Linked DNA regions of Mus musculus: all the other regions are linked to region 4. A link is a contact called in public HiChIP or PLAC-seq, Micro-C and promoter capture Hi-C data. All regions are on one chromosome and are shown on one strand. Each heading gives the region's core, a stretch centred on a gene start, on an enhancer-like site or on the middle of the called end of the contact. The rest is flanking DNA. Distances are from core to core; before and after follow the strand shown. Region 1 holds the start of Hsd11b1 (hydroxysteroid 11-beta dehydrogenase 1). Region 2 holds the start of Traf3ip3 (TRAF3 interacting protein 3). Region 3 holds the start of Tatdn3 (TatD DNase domain containing 3). Region 4 holds the start of Rcor3 (REST corepressor 3). Region 5 holds the start of Irf6 (interferon regulatory factor 6). Region 6 holds the start of Batf3 (basic leucine zipper transcription factor, ATF-like 3). Region 7 holds the start of Prox1 (prospero homeobox 1).

The links. Promoter capture Hi-C pulls out the DNA fragments that hold promoters and counts their contacts. Hi-C and Micro-C count contacts between places; a contact is called where the count stands out from the background. HiChIP or PLAC-seq counts read pairs in DNA pulled down with a chosen protein or histone mark.
Region 1: an H3K4me3 HiChIP or PLAC-seq map of bone marrow-derived macrophages shows a contact between it and region 4, with 3 times the contacts expected there. The contact joins the promoter of Hsd11b1 here to the promoter of Rcor3 in region 4. A contact is called at or near these places in 1 of 39 promoter capture datasets (liver) and 1 of 115 datasets of contacts at active chromatin or transcription factors (bone marrow-derived macrophages).
Region 2: an H3K4me3 HiChIP or PLAC-seq map of the SCID.adh cell line shows a contact between it and region 4, with 12 read pairs. The contact joins the promoter of Traf3ip3 here to the promoter of Rcor3 in region 4. A contact is called at or near these places in 1 of 39 promoter capture datasets (the C10 cell line) and 6 of 115 datasets of contacts at active chromatin or transcription factors (the SCID.adh cell line, bone marrow-derived dendritic cells, bone marrow-derived macrophages and 2 more).
Region 3: a contact with region 4 is called in a promoter capture Hi-C map of erythroid cells, with 7 times the contacts expected there. The contact joins the promoter of Tatdn3 here to the promoter of Rcor3 in region 4. A contact is called at or near these places in 5 of 39 promoter capture datasets (embryonic stem cells, erythroid cells, hematopoietic stem and progenitor cells and 2 more), 2 of 484 Hi-C or Micro-C datasets (LSK cells and embryonic stem cells) and 2 of 115 datasets of contacts at active chromatin or transcription factors (the SCID.adh cell line and large pre-B cells).
Region 5: a Micro-C map of embryonic stem cells shows a contact between it and region 4, with 5 times the contacts expected there. The contact joins the promoter of Irf6 here to the promoter of Rcor3 in region 4. A contact is called at or near these places in 15 of 39 promoter capture datasets (the 3T3-L1 cell line, the C10 cell line, HPC-7-derived erythroid cells and 10 more), 3 of 484 Hi-C or Micro-C datasets (the G1E-ER4 cell line, the HPC-7 cell line and embryonic stem cells), 7 of 115 datasets of contacts at active chromatin or transcription factors (the 230-238 cell line, bone marrow-derived macrophages, embryonic stem cells and 2 more) and 1 of 9 other capture datasets (pancreatic islet).
Region 6: an H3K27ac HiChIP or PLAC-seq map of trophoblast stem cells shows a contact between it and region 4, with 7 times the contacts expected there. The contact joins the promoter of Batf3 here to the promoter of Rcor3 in region 4. A contact is called at or near these places in 2 of 115 datasets of contacts at active chromatin or transcription factors (large pre-B cells and trophoblast stem cells).
Region 7: a contact with region 4 is called in a Micro-C map of embryonic stem cells, with 3 times the contacts expected there. The contact joins the promoter of Prox1 here to the promoter of Rcor3 in region 4. A contact is called at or near these places in 2 of 484 Hi-C or Micro-C datasets (both in embryonic stem cells) and 1 of 115 datasets of contacts at active chromatin or transcription factors (embryonic stem cells).

Annotation. Positions count from the first base shown.
Region 1 is chr1:193,241,091-193,243,813 of GRCm38.p6, reverse strand. It overlaps Hsd11b1 (hydroxysteroid 11-beta dehydrogenase 1), which reads left to right and starts at 1,454. Exons shown (of 6, transcript NM_001044751.1): 1 at 1,454-1,639; 2 at 2,352-2,482. The coding sequence starts at 1,552.
Region 2 is chr1:193,200,196-193,202,895 of GRCm38.p6, reverse strand. It overlaps Traf3ip3 (TRAF3 interacting protein 3), which reads left to right and starts at 1,350. Exons shown (of 16, transcript NM_153137.4): 1 at 1,350-1,601; 2 at 1,898-2,003.
Region 3 is chr1:191,061,493-191,064,192 of GRCm38.p6, reverse strand. Tatdn3 (TatD DNase domain containing 3) reads left to right here and starts at 1,283. Exons shown (of 10, transcript NM_001357166.1): 1 at 1,283-1,392. The coding sequence starts at 1,336. It overlaps Nsl1 (NSL1, MIS12 kinetochore complex component), which reads right to left and starts at 1,172. Exons shown (of 6, transcript NM_198654.3): 1 at 921-1,172. The coding sequence starts at 1,154.
Region 4 is chr1:192,136,659-192,139,358 of GRCm38.p6, reverse strand. Rcor3 (REST corepressor 3) reads left to right here and starts at 1,319. Exons shown (of 12, transcript NM_001346740.1): 1 at 1,319-1,620; 2 at 1,870-1,926. The coding sequence starts at 1,461. It overlaps Gm10516 (predicted gene 10516), which reads right to left and starts at 2,461. Exons shown (of 4, transcript NR_033536.1): 1 at 2,298-2,461.
Region 5 is chr1:193,151,803-193,154,502 of GRCm38.p6, reverse strand. It overlaps Irf6 (interferon regulatory factor 6), which reads right to left and starts at 1,391. Exons shown (of 8, transcript NM_016851.2): 1 at 1,204-1,391.
Region 6 is chr1:191,096,992-191,099,691 of GRCm38.p6, reverse strand. Batf3 (basic leucine zipper transcription factor, ATF-like 3) reads right to left here and starts at 1,278. Exons shown (of 3, transcript NM_030060.2): 1 at 1,165-1,278. The coding sequence starts at 1,233.
Region 7 is chr1:190,169,499-190,172,198 of GRCm38.p6, reverse strand. It overlaps Prox1 (prospero homeobox 1), which reads left to right and starts at 1,372. Exons shown (of 5, transcript NM_008937.3): 1 at 1,372-1,931. Prox1os (prospero homeobox 1, opposite strand) reads right to left here and starts at 1,903. Exons shown (of 2, transcript NR_151620.1): 1 at 1,771-1,903.

The sequences.
Region 1 (2,723 bases), core at 205-2,704, 1.1 Mb before region 4:
TTAGGGTCATAATTTGGTTTCTCCAAACTCTGAATGATTCAGATCTTTCCCATCGTTGATCCCCAATCTCTCCTCATAGGCCAGACACTCATTCTTGACATTCCAGCTTCTCTACATGCTCTGCAGTTACTCACAGTTCAGGATTGGCTTTGTTCTGGGTGATTTTCATGACACGGGTGGCAAGTTTTAAGCTGAAAAACTTAACTGTGGTGTGTCTTTAACTCTTTGAGGATTATTCTTTAATAAAATCTTGCTACACATAAAAGAAGGTGATTATTTCTGCCTTGTCATAACGACACATTTTTAATTGCTAGAGTGTCTCTTGTCTTGATGCTCCTGTTGGATCGTTTTTTACCTGGGACTTGGATGCTCTATGCTAGTTTTACTTCAAGTACATCCCTTGGAACTTTATGGCAACAGGTATGGAATCCCAACTCTTTGGGAGGCTGAGGCAGGAGGATCGCAAGTCTGAGGCTACAGAGCAAGTTCCAGGCAAGCCTGATCAACTTAACTGAGACCCAGACTCAAAGTAGAGGTCAAAAGGTTAGCACTGCAGCTTATGAGCGAGCAGTGTGGCTATAGCCAAAGATGGTCTAGATCTTCTAGTCTGGCCTCCTTTTCTCAGCATCCTCTTCTGTTCCTCGCTGCTCCACAGCATTTGCATAACCCAGTTTAACAACCTGCTGCCTTTCTTCCCGTTTTGGGGCCCATTGTTCCTTCTTCATTCTCTGTTAAAGTAATAAGGGTGAGCTCCCTTGCACTTGCCTGAGAGTCTTGAACTGAGCTTGGGTTTCCCGCCATCTGGGTCTGGCTGGGTTGCAACTTCTCTTTGATGTTGTAATGCTTTTTCATTGAACTGGAGTGTGGGGCTTATATGGCTTGTTTGCTTTATTCTTTTTTCTCCTAAGACATGCACATTTTTTTTCCCTTGAGCTTATTTTGCTGTTTTGTGTTCTTATTTTTAATTGCTTCTGACTGGGGAGTGGGGCCAAGGGTGAGATTTGGCTTGAGTTTAGCTCTATTTGATATCATTCATATTTCCCCAAAGCCCCACATGCTCAGGGGTTCTTAGGTGCTGTTTCTCTCTGTGTGTATCTCTGTCTCTGTCTCTCTTTCTCTCCCTCCCTCCCTCTCTTTCTCCCTTCCTCCTTCCCTCCCTTGCTCTGCCCTCTCCCCCTCCCTCCCTGACAAGCCATTCTTGCAAGGCCATTCTGCCGTGTGCAAAGGATGTCGCAGTAGGAGATGCTCAGGAACCCAGCCCTGCACAGTCATGAGCCTGGCCATCTGGAAGTTGCCTCTTACTCAATGAAATGGAGTAAACATTGTCCATTATGAAATCCACCACGCAGGCTGCCAGGGACGAATGGGATCCCACCCAAAGCCAATCGTTGCTCTGACAGGGAAGTTGGCTAGTGCTGCCTGAGACTACTCCAGCCTCCCCCGTCCCTGATGTCACAATTCAGAGGCTGCTGCCTGCCTGGGAGGTTGTAGAAAGCTCTGCAGGTTTTCTTCGTGTGTCCTACAGGGCGCCCTGAGCCAGGTCCCTGTTTGATGGCAGTTATGAAAAATTACCTCCTCCCGATCCTGGTGCTCTTCCTGGCCTACTACTACTATTCTACAAATGAAGAGTTCAGACCAGGTGAGTACCACTGTGTCTCATTTGGAGAAACAGGCTTAAAACACAGAGGTGCTGGAATGTTCCTAAAGTTCTAGCTGTGTTCTTGATCCCTACATCACTGATTCAAACCCTAATGTTGAATCTGTAACCCTGTATCCTCCAGCCACAGACTGTGGGCAGGAGAGGACTGGGAGGGGGTGAGCCTTACAGCCAAGGAGGTCATGCTTTGCTGGACCTACAGCATGGAAAGTGATGTCAGATCTACAGAAGGGAAGGTAGTACCCAGACACAGGGCTCATCCAGATAGCTGTGTTCCATGGAGATACTGATAGCCGAGAATCAAAAAAAAAAAAAAAAAGGGTTATGAAGTTGATGACTAAGTAGATGGGCTGAAATCTCTGTGAACACATTTTGTGATGCTCTTTTAAATTCCCTTTCAAGTTAGCAAAATTAGATTATGACAAAAGGGTTGAACTTGGGTACTTTCACCAAACTCTGACCTCTCTGGCCTTGTCTCTATGATCTCTGCGTGTGGAGATTTTTAGAAATGATAGCAGGATGGCTCGGCTCTGGACATCCAGGCCAAACCCATGTTTGAGAGCCTGTTTATGAATAACCGCAAGTGCAGCTTCAGTGGTTACAGCATGAGATAAAATGATCTGGGCTCACAACCTCTAAGTATGGAAAGCAAGACAAGGCTTTGGGGACACTCACGGCTTCTGTGGTTCCCCAGAAATGCTCCAGGGAAAGAAAGTGATTGTCACTGGGGCCAGCAAAGGGATTGGAAGAGAAATGGCATATCATCTGTCAAAAATGGGAGCCCATGTGGTATTGACTGCCAGGTCGGAGGAAGGTCTCCAGAAGGTGAGTGTTCTGTGTCCCCCTTATAGTCTCACACTTAATGTACAAAGTCTTGCCCCCCCACCCAATACACACACACACACACACACACACACACACACACACTTGCATGTGTTTGGTGTTGGTAGCCACAGAGTTCTTTGACTGTGTATGTTCATAGTTGTACCTGTTCATACACATTGCCCTTGTGCAGATACATGTATTCAGAGACTGGGGTTCCTGTATCTGCTCATGCATTTATTTA
Region 2 (2,700 bases), core at 101-2,600, 1.1 Mb before region 4:
AGATAGATACCACTAGTAGACTAATAAAAGTACCTGGAGCTTTATTCTAGAATAAATTACTTGGGCTGGTAATGCACTCATGTATTCATGCACCCATGCACTCATGCACTCATGTACCCATGTACTCATGAACCCATGCTATGTGACTTTGAACTTGCATTAACATTAGTCCCAGTAGCATGAGTATAGCACCCAAAGAGTACCCAGCCATAGATAAGAATTTGATCTCTGTATACATTTCTATATAGTTTTTAATAAAGTCCAAAAGGATCTATGGCAATTCTGATACAATCTCCTGTCTCCCTGTGTTCTCGGGTATTTCTCACCCTAGGAGCCTCCTTGGTCTGGGTTCTAGTATAAGAATCTGGCCTGCGTGCTTCCTTCCTGCCTACTTCTTGACTTTTTCTCTTAAGAGAATGAGGAAATAGCAGTCATGAAGAGGACTGTGATAAGTTCTCCATGTTAACAAAACTTATCCTAGCTACTTGAATATATCATTATCTGCCTCACACCTGCTTCATACCTGTCTCACACCTGCCTCACACCTGTCTCACACCTGCCTCACACATTTCGAACTGTATAGTCTCCATACTGAGTGGCTTGTTCAGAAGGTTGCAGAGCAGTCCTTGAACTTGTACAAACTCAGTTTCCTGTTTATCTATCCTGAGTTGCTCTGGGATTTCCCATTTGTAAGTTTCTTTTTAATGTATCAGTTCTCTTTAATTTTTCCCAAAATTTCTTAGTTCAATTCACTGGGATTTTTCAGATTCTTTTGGCTACCTGCCTTCTGCCCTCTAGCCCTCCATATTTCACCCCTCCACACTGCCTCATAAAGACATGAATCCAGGATGCCCTCAAGGATCTGGAACTCCACAAAACACACAGATCCTTCAGACCACAGGAGACTCTACCCAATGCCAGTATTGGGAAAAAGAGACTCCAAACAGCTAGATGGTATGAGAAACATCCCTCCTGGGTCTTACCACAGAAGTGGCAAGGTATAGATATGGCCCAGAATTCATCCCTGTGTAGTCCTAGAAAAACATTTTTTTTTAAACAGGGTTTCATGTAGCTCAGGCTAGCCTTGAACTCAATATGGATGATCTTGACCTCCTGGTCCTCCTGCCTCTACTTCCTGAATGCCGGGGTTTCAGGTCTGGCTTTTAATGCTGGGGGTGGAGTCTAGGGCTTTGTGCTTGCTAGGCAAGTAAGCACTCTACCTACCGAGCTACAGCACCAACCAGAGGAAGTGAATACTGGGCTGAAACTGCCAGAGAGCAGACCAATCAGGTAGTTGGAGAGTGGGTGCCTGGGTGGACTTCCTCACCAGCCCTGGAGGCCCCAAGAGTGCAGGGGCCCTCTCAAATTGCTAAGGGCAAGGAGAGGAACTGAGGTTTGTGAACACTGTGGCTTGTGTTTCCTGTTTCAGCATGCTGCTGTGCGAAAATAACGTCAGTATAAGAAGAAAATGGTGAGGGGGTTTAGAAACTTCTTCAGAAACTCGGCTTGACAGCTTCCCCAGCCTTCTGAGACCAGAGAGACCTAGAAAGAAAGGGCTGAAGGCTCTCCTGAGACACTTGAGACAGAACCTGGGACTTGAGGTAACTGTGGAGGAAGATGCTTTGGGATCTTGGTTTGGATCTGCTGACTTAGGGTGGGGCAGAATACGCTCTGCCATGCCAGCCTCCTGCGTAGCAGCAGGTGGTAGAATGTACTCGATGGGGCTTGTATGACAAAAAAACATCCTGTGCTAGAGACCTCAGGCAACCACAGGGTATGGCTCCCAGCTCTGCTCCGTCTGATGGCTTCGGTTAGGTGTGAGTTGCATGGCTTGGTGTTGGTGTGCTCTGCATCCATAACACAAATTAAATGACTTTTCCCAATCCCTTCAATGTAGGGATCCCTGTAACAGGCTCTTCAGCTCCCGCTGAGAACTCTGAACTAAGAAGGCCAGATTCGTGTAGGAAGCCACCCATCATCTCCTCTGCATACACAGCCAGGAGGTAGGTGCAAAACTGTGGCAAGTCAACATGTCTGTAGTTGAGGGGCAGTGTGCTGCTGTCTTCCTGTGCAGGAAGGAGAGCCTTCCCTAGCCAGTACTAGCCCTTCCTCCGAGCTCTAACTAGGCCCTTTCATGTTGGCCAGGGGTACCTCAGAAACTACAGAAATCCTGGGCAGTGGCCTTGTGACCTTTTTCTGAACTACAGGACCAGTTCCTTTTTTTCTATAGCCTGTCCCTGTCCATCAGACTTTCCATAGCCTACTTGCGTTAAAGCAAGCCAGGATGATCCCACCATCCTAGAAGGCTGTGTGGTTCCATACAGGTGTCACGCCACACCCCAGGAGGTGTAGAAGGCTATGGGTTTGGAGACACTCCTCTCTCTAGGGAGCCATTCCTATTGCAACTTCCTAAGCATTAAGACCTAATGATGCAGAGAGTAAAATAGCCATATTTCAGTGGCCCTACAGACAATAGATGGAGAACAGGAAGAGACATCCTCACAGACCTGTTCTCAACCCCTCAGACCTTTCTTCTTCCCGTCTGGAAGGTAGGGAACCTGGGAGCTCCCTCTGGTAAGTCCCACAGTGGGGAGCCTAAGCCCTCACACTTATAATGGCATCTCCTTTCTTCACCTACCTGTTCTTTGACTTCCTGTCTGACCTAATTGAGTTGATGATTACATCCAGACCACACAGAAG
Region 3 (2,700 bases), core at 34-2,533, 1.1 Mb after region 4:
TTTTTGATGCTGACAACCTCTATATTTACTCTGCACTCTTGTCATTGGTCATGAATGTGCTGTTACAAGCTTGAAACTTTCCCCTACATATAGGCTGTTTATCTGCTTGAGTTAGCAGTCCTTCGATCTCTAGTGTCTTTTCCCAGAAACCATCATATTCAGGGGTACACAAAATATAGGAGAAATAAGTGTGTTCTAAGGGTTTATGGGTGCCGGGGGAGCAACAGGATGCACAGGTTCTACGTAGCCCTGGCTTGTCTGGAACTCACGGCGTGGACCAGACTAGTCTCGAACTCACAGAGATTTGCATGCCCCTGCCTTCCGAGTACTTGGCATACACTGTCATGACCAGCTCAACTAGAACTTGGTAAAATTTAACACCAAGACAGCTTCTTCATCTATTTTCAACTTAAAAAGAAAATGTTTTCTCCCCGAATCCACACGATGTTATAAAAACAAACAAAAACAATAACAATGACCAAAAACCTAGCCAGATGACTGACTTCAAGGATTATCATTTCCTGGAGAATTCCTCATACCAACCAGCAAAGTTGCGCTGGCCCACAGGAGAGCGACTTTGTCTTTACTGCGCACTTAACTACCAAAAGAAATGTTTTGTAAAACACAAGATTTGAAAGCTTGCTATGAAAGCAAAATGTGATGCCTTGTTTATACGTATAGCGCTGTACATGTTCAAGAATATGGGTACACTTAATACCGCCTGCTTCTTAAGATTACATACGTGTTCGCCCTGTATGTTCCTGACAGGAAGCAGCACCCAGGCGGCACTAGCATCTAGTTGCCTTCCCTGGCATTTCCCAAGCCAGTCTTGGGCATCGTTCCATCTGCGAAGGCCTGACATGGGCCCCGAGCCAGAGCCAGGATGCGCTGGGTGAGGACCGGGAAAGAGGGGTCCGTACCCACTGTGCGTCCCGCAGCGCGAGCTCGCGGACGTCCTCCGGCAGCACGGCCCCGAGCTCCTGCACGAAGCGACCGCACATCTCCATCACTTCCATCACCGCCCTCTTCAAGGTGCAGCGCACTCGGAAGTCCTCTAGGGGAGAGTCTGCTGCCGTGGCCTGAGGGTCTGAGGCGGCCTGGGCATCGTGGTCCTGCGGGGCGGAGACGAGCACTGTTTCAGAGACAGCCGCCATCTTCCCGGTTTAAACTAAGGCGGGAATCGCTGAGACCGGAAGGATGCTTCCCTCCCTGGAACGCTCCTGCACGCGTCCGACTGGAAACCCGATCCGCCGCCGCCGCAAGGTTCCGCCTCGGGTTCCGCGGCCCCAGAGTTCCGCCGCCTGGCTTGCAGTCGAGAAGCCTGCAGGAGTAGCTATGGGTTTGGGGTTAGTGGACTGTCACTGCCATCTCTCCGCCTCGGACTTTGACAACGTATGTGAGGGGGACTTGGGGCTTGCGGGAGTCGGGAGGGCCGTGTCTCCTTTCCCGCAAGTTTTTCTCCCCCAAATCCTCAGACCGTACCTAGTCTATGGCGACCCTTTCGAACCAGCGTCCTGGAACTGACATTCCTCATCTTACACGGCGGTTAACTATTTCTATGAAGCTTTAGTTTGTCGTCTCAACACCCCTTTCTCCTACCACTCTTGAGGTGTGCTGATCCATCCAAGCCCTTAGCAGAGGTTCTAGTTCTGGCCCGGCAGAGGGACAAACAAAAATAATAACACTTGATGGAGTGAATGTGTAGGGATGGAAATAGGTTTTACCGGCTACATTGGGGAAAGTGAAGAGGAAGGAGAAGTAGGTGCCTTTTTCTTAGGAGGTGACGCTTAGGGTGTGAGTGTATGGTAGTGATGAACACCGGCAGGTTGTAGACCTCCCATACATTATAGAATTTGATCTGTTTTAGTTAACCAGCAGCTGGAAACACTTAATAAAGGAGAAATTTCCAGGAGCTGGGAAGGGTAGGTCAAGGTCAGTAAGACATTTGGATTGCATTAGATGCACAGTCTTAACCCTTAAAAGTTTAAAAACAAACCCATTTTAAATATATATAGAGAGCGAATATTCTGAAGACAAATTTGCTGCTGAGTGGCAAAAAGGTGGAGGAGAGAAAGTGAGAGCATTTAGGAAACGTCTCAGTTTACAGACAAGAGCTGGTAGAAGCCAGTACAGTGAGAATATCATGAGAATACCATGTACTCAACAAATTTTAGGAATAACACCAACAGTACATGCATGCCTTGGATAAGAACAGCAAGGGGAGGAAGAAATCGAGCATGACTTAGATTTCAGTTTGTGCTTCCTGTAAGGAAGATGGTGATGGCCTTTGCTGAGACGAGAAAAGGTTTGGGATCAGAGTGGGCAGGTGGGCAGCTGGAAATCCTAGTGGGGGGATATTGGTTAAGTCTGATCTCATCCAAGTGGAAAGATTAGAATACATAATCATTTCAAATGTGAGTCGTGGGTCTTGGAGAGAGTAAAAACTCTGTAAGTTGGAGATTCAGCATGGTATCAAAAACCACGAGAAGGGGAGGATATAGCTTAGTGATAGAGATCTTACATAGTGTGGTCGAGGATGTTAAACAAACAAAGGAAAAAGGCAGAATCCCTTAAGGCAAGTGGAAAGAGAACAGAAGAGCTTGAAGTCACAAAAAGGACAGAGAATCAGTCAAGGAGACTGAAGAGTTACCTACCACTAGGCTGTGAAAGCAAATCATGAGGGAAATGTCCAGAAGCCTC
Region 4 (2,700 bases), core at 70-2,569:
GAAGACAGAGGCAAGCGGATCTCTGTGAGTTCCAGGACAGCCAGAAGTACACATAGAAATCCTGTCTCAAAAAATAAAACGGGAGGGGAGGTTGAGTTGTGGTTCAAAAATTAATGGACACATATAGAGCTAAAAATCAACTATTTCCAGTACCAGTACTGTTTCTCCACCCGGACAAAATACTCCCTCCTTTAGACAGATGACCGGCCTAATTCTTGTATCCCAGAGTTTTCTTGGCTGAATTCTTGAGTAGGTCTGTTATTTCTCAGTAACAGAATTCCAAAGAACAGTTTTAACCTTCAAGGTAATTTTACTGTTACCCCCAAATTCTGCAGGACACACATCTGTATATTAAGCAACTCCCCCCCCCCTTTACTCCTGAGACACAAATCGTCCTCCTTGCCCAGACAGTATGTCATAAGCAAATATCCTTAAATCTGGGGAAGAAATACAGTCCAGCCAATCTTCAACTGGGTGCAAACTGCCAGAAGGCAGCTGGCCTCACCTTTCTCTGCAGCAGCAGCACCTCTCTGCAGAGCACTTCTCTCTCCACCCTCTCCAGAATTGCTCTGAGCCACCACCCCAGGCAGTGTCGACCCAGATAGCACTGGCCCGGGGAAGGTAGAGTTCGGTTATTTATTTCCCCACTCGTGGCATTCGCTTCTTAGACAGCAAAAGGGAAAGAGCCAAGTGGAAATACTGCCCTTTCAGTCCCTCTCGGACCTCACAGCAGAGAGGAGCTGCCTCGCCAGGTCTTTAGGGCCGGTCTCATTCCGGAGTGAACCGATCCTGCCTCCAACCGGAGGACCCAGCTCCTACCCCGGGGCGCACCTCGCGGGAGCAGCTCCTGTCTGAGGCCGCCAACCCCTGCCCGCGTCACCGGAGCTGCTCCGGTCCAAGGCCGCCATCCTCATAGCTCCTGTCAAAGGCCGCCATCCCCGCCGCTCCTCACCGGAGCAGCTCCTGAGACCGCCATCCCGGGTTCCCGGTCACGGGAGCAGCTCCCGCCCCGCGGCCCCGCCTCAGCAGGCCAAATTCCTTCAGCTGAGACAGGGCAGAGGCCGCCTCCCCGCCCTCCATGCCGCCTCCGGGGCCTCCACATCGTCTCCCGGCCCTCGAGCGCCCGGGAACCGGCCGGCTGGGGACGCGCGGGGTCCCGGCCCTCTGGTCTCTCCGCCCCGCGGCCGGAACCTCCCTAGGGCGGAGTGATCGCGGCCGCCCAGTGAGGAGCGCGCGGCCACGAGGGGCGCTCGGCCGGGTGGCACGGCGCGGGGCGGCGGCGGCGGGGGAGGGGAGGGAGGCGGGGCCGGGGCGGGCCGGTGTGGGGCGACTGCGCTACGGCTCGACCGGGGCGGTGATGGCGGCTCCATATTAACACCTCCTCCTCCTCCTCCGCGCTCCCGCCCGCGCCCGCCAGCCGTCTCCCCCTTCCCTGACGCCACCTCTCCCCCTCCTCTACCATGCCCGGCATGATGGAGAAAGGGCCCGAGTTACTGGGGAAGAGCCGATCGGCCAACGGCGGCGCCAAGAGCCCGGCGGGAGGCGGCGGCTCCTCGGCCAACGGCGGGCTGCACTTCTCGGAGCCCGAGAGCGGCTGCAGCAGCGACGACGAGCACGGGGGTACCTCGCCGCGCTCCCCGCCCCCGCCCGTCCGCCCGGCCCCCTTCCCCGCGCCCTCCTCCCCCTCGGAGCCGAGCCGCGGCCGCCGGAACTCCCGGTGCCGCCGCAGCCCGCGACCCGCGCCTCCCCGCCCCCACCCGGCCACGGCCTCGCCCGCGCTCCCGCGGCTGGAGAGTCTCTGCCTTGCCCTTCCCCTCTCCTCTCCTTATTTATTACCATTTTACCATATATCTTGGCATTGCTTTGCAGATGTTGGGATGAGAGTCGGAGCTGAATACCAAGCTCGGATCCCTGAATTCGATCCAGGTAGATATATTTGCTCACAGGAAAACCCCATCTCTCTCTCTCTTTTTTTTTCCCCCAGGCTTGCTCTGGGGTGGCCGGCGTCGGGATGGGAGGGAGTTACGTGGTGTTGAGTGTGGGGCGCACCAGGAGAGGCCAGGGCAGGGCAGGGCAGGGCAGGGCATCGCGGGCGGGGAGGCTGGCAGGCTCGGCTGGGCAGTGACACAGGGCGTGGGGGTAGATGTGTGCATGGCAAGGTGAACATGGTTCCCTCCCGCGGCACTTGCACGCTGGTGGCTTCGCACGGAGGTCGCGGGTCCGAGGCCCGGGGCGTGGGGACTGCAAAACCAAGGGCTGCAGGAGAGGGCGTGCGATCTGTGTGTGCATGAACCTACCCCAGGTCAGATGCCACTCCGACCCGCCCTGGGAACCCGGGGCTCAGCCAGGCTCCGCAGGGCCACGCTTGGCAACCGCCTGCTGTCATTAGCCCGAGCCAAGGGCGAGCCCTGCGACCCCGGCGCACACGGGATCCTGGTTTTTCTTTCTGCCGAGGCGGTGTGGACCTGGGCGGGGAAACGCCCGTGCCCGACACCGCCCCGGTCGCCCCCAACCCCTCCCCGCGCGCCGACCCAGCCCGGGGAAGCCAGACCACAGGACAGCGGCAGCAGCTGCCAAGGAGACATTTTCTCCGGAACAGCCAGGTTCCAGCGCCCTCCGCCAGCGCAGCTTGCGGGCTCCCTCTCTACTTTTCTCCAAACAGGCTCCCCGGCTGTCACGGGATGTCAGGCTGCTCAGGGA
Region 5 (2,700 bases), core at 142-2,641, 1.0 Mb before region 4:
TAAATCAGACCTCTCTAAACCTTCAGGCCACTGAAACTGTGCCCTGCCATCTCCAGCTGCCACCACATGAAAATGAAAGGTCTGTTTTCTCTGACAGATAGGAACCATCCAGTGATAAGACCACCACCCACCTCCTCACTGTGAGCAGAGGGCAGGGGCACTTTCAGGCTCCTGGGGCACGAACTGTCCTCATTGTCTGTTCCAGGAGTGGATCCTAGACCTCAAGCTAGAAGGCTCTGGTGGTTTGGGCCAGGTCTCAAAGGCAGCTGTTGGGACTGCCCTAGTTTCCCATTCTTCCTGAATGGAACTGAAATGCCAGCTCCATGAATTTTCACCTTGCCTCGGAGTAAATGCTATTCTACTGCTCACATCCTCACACACCTCCTCCCTGTGGGTTTGGAGTTGGTGGATGACAAGGCCAAGCTGTAGGCCACTGTGCTGTCATGTGTGACACACAGATCTAACTAGCAACTTCACCAATCCCTGCCCAAGCACCTTCGCCCTCTCCCTTCCCTAGCTTCCATCTTGATACCCACCAAGAAAACAGGGAAGGCTGGTTACCACTTTATCACCGAGCGAAGCACGGCAGCCCAGGCCTCCCTTCCAGGCAGGTATGGGAGGCTTTCTGCTCTCCGCGCACCGCCTCCAGCCCCTTCAGGCCAGGAGGGCCTCACCCGGCAGAGCTGCCACGCCTGGCGCCACCCTCCCCAGCACCTAGCTTGGCTACCTGGAACTCCACAGACATCTCCCAGGCCCAGTGTGAGCGGCCTTGACTGTGTTAAGACACTCGGAAAAAGGAAAACAAATCCGACCAAACCCTAGGTCATCCTCATCCCGATTTTCCCTAAACAGCCACTAGAACCCAGGGCCTCGGGGCCTGGGAAGTCCCCGCTGGGACAGAGGAGCCAGCCTCAGAGTAAGCTAGTTAAAACCGGAGAGGCTAGGGTGGAAGGGATTCCTTCCTTCCATCCGATGGTGGAGCAGGCGGAGCAGAAACAAGCTCTTTCTGCGGGAGGGGATCAGAAGGGGCCCGGTGCCGTCCCAAAACTACTTGAAGAAGGGTGCCCAGCGCCCAGCACCCAGACTGGTGCGGGACACGGAACCCAAGCCGGCTCCCCCGCCCACATCAACTCCAATGGGCCCGGCTCCACCCGTCAGGTGTCTGTCCTCCCTCAGGTGGCTTGCCAACGCCGGCGTCCCCACCTGGCCTCAGTCCGTGCTCAGGAGCAGGTGCACAAGAGTTCACACCGCCGCAGCACAGGAGCTCCCCCGACGGCTAGGTGCGGCTGGGAACCGCGGGCTCCTCTGCGGCCGGCACAGGCCCGCACCTGCCCACCTCGGTGCCCAGTGCTCAGAGCCTAGCCCTGGATGCCACAGCCCCTGCACGGTCTGGTCACGCCCTCCAGGTGTGGCCACATCCCCCGGAGTTCAGGATTGGTGCATTGCGAGAAATCTGATCCTCTGCGTTCCTGGGCCGCCGGCCCCGCCCTGCCTCTTCGTCACCCTACGCCCCTGCCACCGAGGGAGCGGTCCCTGTGTGGGCCTCACCCTGCGGGTGTCCGATCGTCCTGGGGACTTTGGGGGGGAGGGTTCTAGGAGTTCACGTCGAAATAGAAGAGCGTCGCCCCTCCCGTAGTGACCCTGCACAAGTGAGGGTTCTGAGACTGGGCCCCAGAACTAGCACGAGGACCTGCGTAGGTGGACTTGGCTTTGAGAAGCTACTCCAGGACTTGTCAATGCACCTTCCAGGACTGCCCGTGGACCCCGTGTTCTACCTTAAGTTCTATCTATTCAAAGGCGACCGCAATTTTCACTTTTTCCATTCTCCATGAAGTGCTAGTTGAAAGCACAGACCCTGGAGCCAGTTGTGGCGTTCAAACCCCCACCCCACCTCGCCCCTGTCTTTATCGGACACTAGAGACCTAAGAAAGTTTTCTCAGCAACCTGAGCTTCCGTTTCTTTTCTGTAGAGTGGGATTTCTAAATCGCCTGCCTGGTAGATTATGTGGGCATTCAATATGTGTCTATAAAGTACATAGCACGTTTGGTTATTATTGAAGTGAGGGTAGAATATCCCACAATACCTTGCAGAGTAAGAGTCTTTTCTGCCACCTGGAGTTCATGTCCTGTGTGCCTGACAAGTGCCACCCACCTGCCCTATCCATTGATCAACTATGAAAGCAGCGTCCAGGCAGTGAGGCAAACCCTTCACCACCAAACGCCGCTGAAACAAGGAGATGGAACATGGGCAAGGCACTTAGGAGGAAGACTGAGGGTGTAGCTCCTTTTTAGAGTGTTTCCCTAGTATATCAAGGCCCTGGGTGAGAACCTCCCCACTGTCCTAAGAATAACAGCAATGAAAGGCGTCCACCACTCAGGAGACTGAGGTGGGAAGACCAAGCCTTCCTAACCTAATACTGTATAGAGTGAAGTTAGTATTAGTTGTCATCTAGACAGCCAGAGGACAGCCCTCTGGACAATGGGGGTGGGGGTGGGATGGGGTTGTATTGATTAAGGTTAGCCTCTGAGAATGTCTTCGAGGGATTGTCTTGATTAAACTAATTGATGTGGGAAGGCCCATCTTAATTGTAAGCAGAATCATTCACTGAGCAAAAAGTGGAGAAGCTAAGCCAAGCTTTAGCGTGTGTGAATCTCTGTTCCCAGCTAAGGAAACTTGAAGCTCCTGAATATTGAAGCCCCA
Region 6 (2,700 bases), core at 29-2,528, 1.0 Mb after region 4:
CAGGTGTCAAAACGTGCCTTCCAGAAGTCCTCCCCCCACCCCCTTCTTCAACAGTTTCACGTAGTCTCCCTTCCCTTTCCTCCCTAGCTCTGGAATTGTACTCCTGCATCACTACACCCCAAAGGTCTTGATAAACACACCTGGAGCATCCAGGGGGACATGCCATATAAACGATGTAACTTCAGCTTTTACACCCTCACAAAGCCTTCCACCGTATATAATAACTAAGACCCTGCCCTGTACTCAGAACACTGCTGGGCTCTGCTGCCCAGAATCAAGCTGACCTGAGATTTGACCTCACTGGCTCTCCACTGGTGCTTGACAGGAAATAATGTCTCTATTCTCCAAAGCCAACAAGTCTCAGGGCAAGGGGCAGCATGCCTCCTGTCCTCTGGGAGCTGTCACATCACCTGCCACAGATGATCACACCTTCCCTCTGGGCAGGAATGACGAATGGAGACACAAATCACCCATCACTCACATGACCTCTGCAAACGTCCTCAGGAGATACAAAAAGAGTTCATCTTATAGATGGGGAAATTGAGGCTCCGCTAGTCGAAGCAAATAGTATAAGGCCACTCCAACTACTTGGCTCAGACTTCCAGGGTCATCCTGGGACATTACACTTCAAGCAGAGAGTTGGGAGTGTGTGTGGTGACTAAGAAAAATAAGACCTGATCTATTGATAAAGCAACCAGGTGGCCAAGAAGTGTTCCAACAGTGGCCTCTATTTGGTCTCAGCTTCTTGTGACTACAGCTTTGAAAGCTGGGACAACAGAGGGTGCTGATCATATTGGGGCGAGAAGTTTCCACCCGTGCTGGGGGTGGAGTCTGCCCATTAGAGACAAAACCCCACACCCACAAATTGACCGGTCCGACATTCCCCATGCGGATCTTGGCCAGTGGGTTGGATGCAGGGACGAACCGCCCCTTTGGGCTGAATTCATAATATCGGAGCTCCGGGCCCCCTCCCACCAGCGCCCACAGGAGTCAAGGATGAAACTGCCCACAGCAGCGCGGACCCACGTGTTCGGCGCCGAGTCTGGAGGGGCTGCCGCCTTCCCAAGCGCTTGAGGCGCACGGCGGGGGCGCACGGCGGGGGCGCACCTGGAGCTCTGCCCTCACCCTCACCCGGTCCTCACACCCGGCCCCCTTGTCCAATACCTGCGGCTGGTTCCCGGGCGCATCCACGCTTCTCTGCAGCACGCTGACCGCGGGGGGCCCTTGCGACATGCCGCGCGCTCGCCACACGGGGCGCCCTGAACGTGGGGCTCTGCTACCCGCGCTCCGCCCGCATCCCCGCACTTGCTGCCCCGCCCCGCCCCGCCGCTTCCCGCTCTCCGGGCTCCACGGTGCCCGCCTCCCCACCCCGTGTCCAGTCCCGGCCCGGCCCGGCCCCGCCCCCTACTCCCACCCCGCCCCTGCTTCCTCCTCCCCCCACCCTCTCGCCGCACCTCGGGGTCCAGGATCCCACCCAAGTCGCTGCTTTCCGCTAAGGGCCCCCGCTCTTCGTGGAAGTCACGTGGCAGCACCGAAGCCCACCCACGGAGAAGACCCCGAGTGGGTGGAGACGGGGTGCTGGCGCAGCGCCGCCGTGGACGGTCCTCCGGCCGCTCCTGGGAAGTTTGGGTGAGAAGCACCAGTGAGTGGCTCGGTGGCTTCAATGTCCCTTCGCAGCCTCCCTTAGCGCCCCAGCGCCGGTCACCGCCGATGGGGAGATTTCTTCCGGGCGAGGCGGCACCTGGACCGGTGGCGCCAGTGGGCAGGGACCGCAGCAGAGACCGTCCGCGCTATGGGGACAGCGGGAGCCTCAGGGCTTTTCCACTGCGGCGGCGTCTGGTCCAGTGGGAGGGAGGGGGCGAGGTGACTGGGAGGGCGAATTCTGATGGGGGGGGGCGGGGCGGGGGGAGCGGCAAAGAGAGGTTGTGAGTCGAAACCACGCTTGAAGTCCATCCTCACACATTCAAAGGTCTGGGCAGGCCATGCTAAGGTCCCATGGGCTAGCTGCATTTGCTTCTTCAAGATTAAGGTGATACCTACTAAAGGCTAAAATATATGGTTGCTATGTTTATGTCAGACTAGGTAGAGACGTATCTCATCCCTCTTCACCCGCCTGCCAGTTTTTAAAATATGAAGTCAAGATGACTGTGCCCAGCAAAGAAAAAAAGAAAAAACCCTAGCGGTTGCAGGTTTGTGGTTTGTGCATAGCATAGGAGAGGAAAGCTAACCACGAACTGGGGGACGGATGGGAACCAGACAAGAGTGGCCTTTCTCGTGTGCTCATTTTGGCCTACTGGCTTCTGGGCAGTGGGAGAGGTGACCTTTCTGAGTCCTCACCCCAGTGTGCATGGCTCTGTGCCAGAATTTAAGCCGTAAGTCTGGAGAGAGGAGCTTGTTTGAACCTGCCTGCGCGGCTTTAGGCACCAGTAGTGGTCATGTGTGCTAGTAGGTCACGGCATAGCCAGTGTCCACACATCACAGCAGAGCCTCTCCATGCTAATGGTTCCGCCCAAATTTTAGTTCTGACCCTCTTCTATCAACATGCATGCATGCTCCGGTGTGGGGGGAGGGGAGAAGGAGGGGAGAGAAGAGAGAGAGAGACAATTACATCTCACACAGTATAGAGGAGTGCACAGCACAGCATCCTGCACTTGGTGTGGGTCAGCCCAGGACCTCTGTCCTTGAAAATTAAAGGACCCT
Region 7 (2,700 bases), core at 123-2,622, 2.0 Mb after region 4:
AATTCCGTGCCTGCCAAAAGTTTCCCACAGGGCACACACTTCAGACATACACACTGACACCGTTGTTCGACTCACAGGGGATTAATATCCTCTCCCATTCTGATAAATCGGAGAAGGTCCTAGAGTGTGCGCGGCAGACGATGGCGGCGGGTCTGCTGGTGTACTCGCATCTTATAAATACCCTGTCACAACACGTTTCAACCTTTGATCTGATTGAATTGGAGGGACTCAGAAAAAATTCTTGTCCCCACAGCACCTTTTGTAAAAGTCTCTAATCTCCTAGGTATGAACATTTAAAGTGCTTCTCAGCTCTTGAGGCTCGGGGTTTATGGAGTGTTTATGTCCACACTGCCTCTTTAGTAAGCGCTGCTGTTAACTGTGCCCAGGGAGAGGACCATTCAAGCTGAGGCTGGAGGCTCTTCAGCATTTGTCAAGGAAAGCCAAGGCCCTCTTTAAGAGCCACGTTATCTGAAGAAACCTTGCTGCTAATTTTCACCCAAGATGTCAAACCAACGTGTGTTTTATGTGGCTTTAAGTATTAGAGTCTGAGATGTCTTGCCCAATAAACTTTTAAGTTTGTCATTCAGACTTCGAAATCATGTGAATCCTATATCGAACTAGTTTCTTTGGCCATGTAGGGATGTGCGAACTGGAGAAGGGTGGCCAGAAACGATGTTTATAGCATATGTGGTCACTATGCCTACAATTGAAATAATACTTTTAAAGGTAATCGGGGGCGAATTCCTATAAATTCTGAGGTCTGATTGACTGGGACTCAGCCAGTGCGGGTAGAGGTTTTTAATATCAGACTTAGCGGCCCCAGTGTGAAATCTCTGGCACTTATTTATTTTTTAAAACCTAAGCCTACCTGTGTTTGCTCATCCTCTTTAAAAGGAAACTAGGGTGACTGGTCCTATTGATACTATCTATGATCATTTCCAAAGCAGAACGAGTTGTGCCCCCCCCCCACAACATTCCGCCCTTTATGCCACCCCGACCCTTAAAATATCCACTTTTTTTTATCCTGTATACTTTTCCGAGCCTTCCTCCATCCCAGTCTGGGGAGTGCTCCCGGCCGCTGGGAGAACTCCATCATCTGTGTCAGTGAAATGGAAAAAAAAAAAAAAAAAAAAAAAAGACCTGCGTCCTGGAAGAGCAAGTGTGAGCCGGGCGCCGCGGTGCACAACGCCCGCAGATGGCTCGCGGCGGCCGGGGCGCGGCGATCCAGGCGCCCCAAGCAGTGGCAGGGCGGGGTGGGGGCCGGGGCTGGTGGCCCGGGCGGGGGAGCGCTGGGCCCCCCTCTCCTCCTCTCTCCCCAGCCCCTCACCCCCACCCCTTTTATATATATGTATATTTTTTTCCTCACAAGTTCTCTTGCCTCGCTATCCCCCCTTGAATCCGAAGGCGCCTCGCGATTGGGTGCTGGGACCGGGTACGTCAGTGGGACTGTGACGTGCAGTCTTCCTGTTTCCTTCAGCTGTGTCTTAAAGTAAATCTTGTTGTGGAGCGGAGCCCTCAGCTGAGAGAGCGCTGGGAAAGCGACGGCCACTGCAGCCGGGGAAGCCGCGCGGCGCACACAAGCCTCTCCGCCGTGCCCGCTGCTCCTCGGGCCACCGCTCCGCGCTCCAGCCCTCGCCGCCTTCTCCGCTCTCTCTCCCCTTCTTTCCCCGGGCTCCCGGCTCTGCCCTGCGCGCCTCTCCCCTCCCCTCCCTCCTTTCTCCCCTCGCCTCTCAGCACTCGCCCAGATCACTCGCTCCCGCACAGACTCACCGACCCCTGGGCCAATTATCACCAGTAAGACATCACCGCGTGCGCGCGTGGGTTTCTTCTCTGCCCGCAAGAGAAGAAGAGAGGGGGAGAGAGAGAGAGAGTGAAAAGAAAGAGAGAGAGAAAGAGAGAGAGTGGCTGCGCCCCGCTGCTGCCCGCACCGCGTAAGTATCTTCACCCGGTTGCTGTCCCCTCCCCTTTTCCAGAATCGCTCGCACTGGCTCGTTCTTGAATGGGAAAGAGAGAGAAGAGCCTCCCGTTACTCACACCCGTGTAAACATTCTTTTTCCAAGGGGGAAAATGGTGTTATTTACATGAATCGTGATCAAATAGCCTCTAAAAACAGTTTTCTAAGCAGGAGGCTCAGTGGAACTCCGAGCTCCGCTCCTCCCAGTAAACGAAGAGTAAGTGACCTGCTTGGCTTTTATTTCTTTCTCGCGCCTGCCGGTGACTGGGATGATGGTGGCGATGGGGGGAGGCTGGTGTTGCTGGACTTGTCGCTGATCTTGTCACCTTTTGTGTACTGTGTCTGGGATGCGCTGAGGCTCTGGCTTTCTTTTATTTTGTATTATTTTTATTTCTTTATTTTTCTTGCACTCTTTTCAGGGGAGGGGGCCGCGAGGGGGATGAGTCCCTTTTGGTTGTTGTTCTTCTAGATTTTTTTTTTCTTGCAATCTTCCCAGCTTCTTCTTTTTCTTCTCCGGGAGTTGAAACTCCAGGGCCTGTCCCCGAGTCCTTCTCCCTTTGTCTTGTTTATTCTAGCTGCCTTTCTTCCCGGCTTTCCCTATTTGCTTGCTGTTTGCATACCTTTCACTTCTCCTTTTTTAACCCGGGGCAGAGGGCCGGCCGTGGGGAAGAGGGCGGGGAGGAGGGGGCGCCCGGTGACTTTCCTCTGTGTGCTCAGCGCCGGGAGCTTGCACCCAGCTCTGCAAC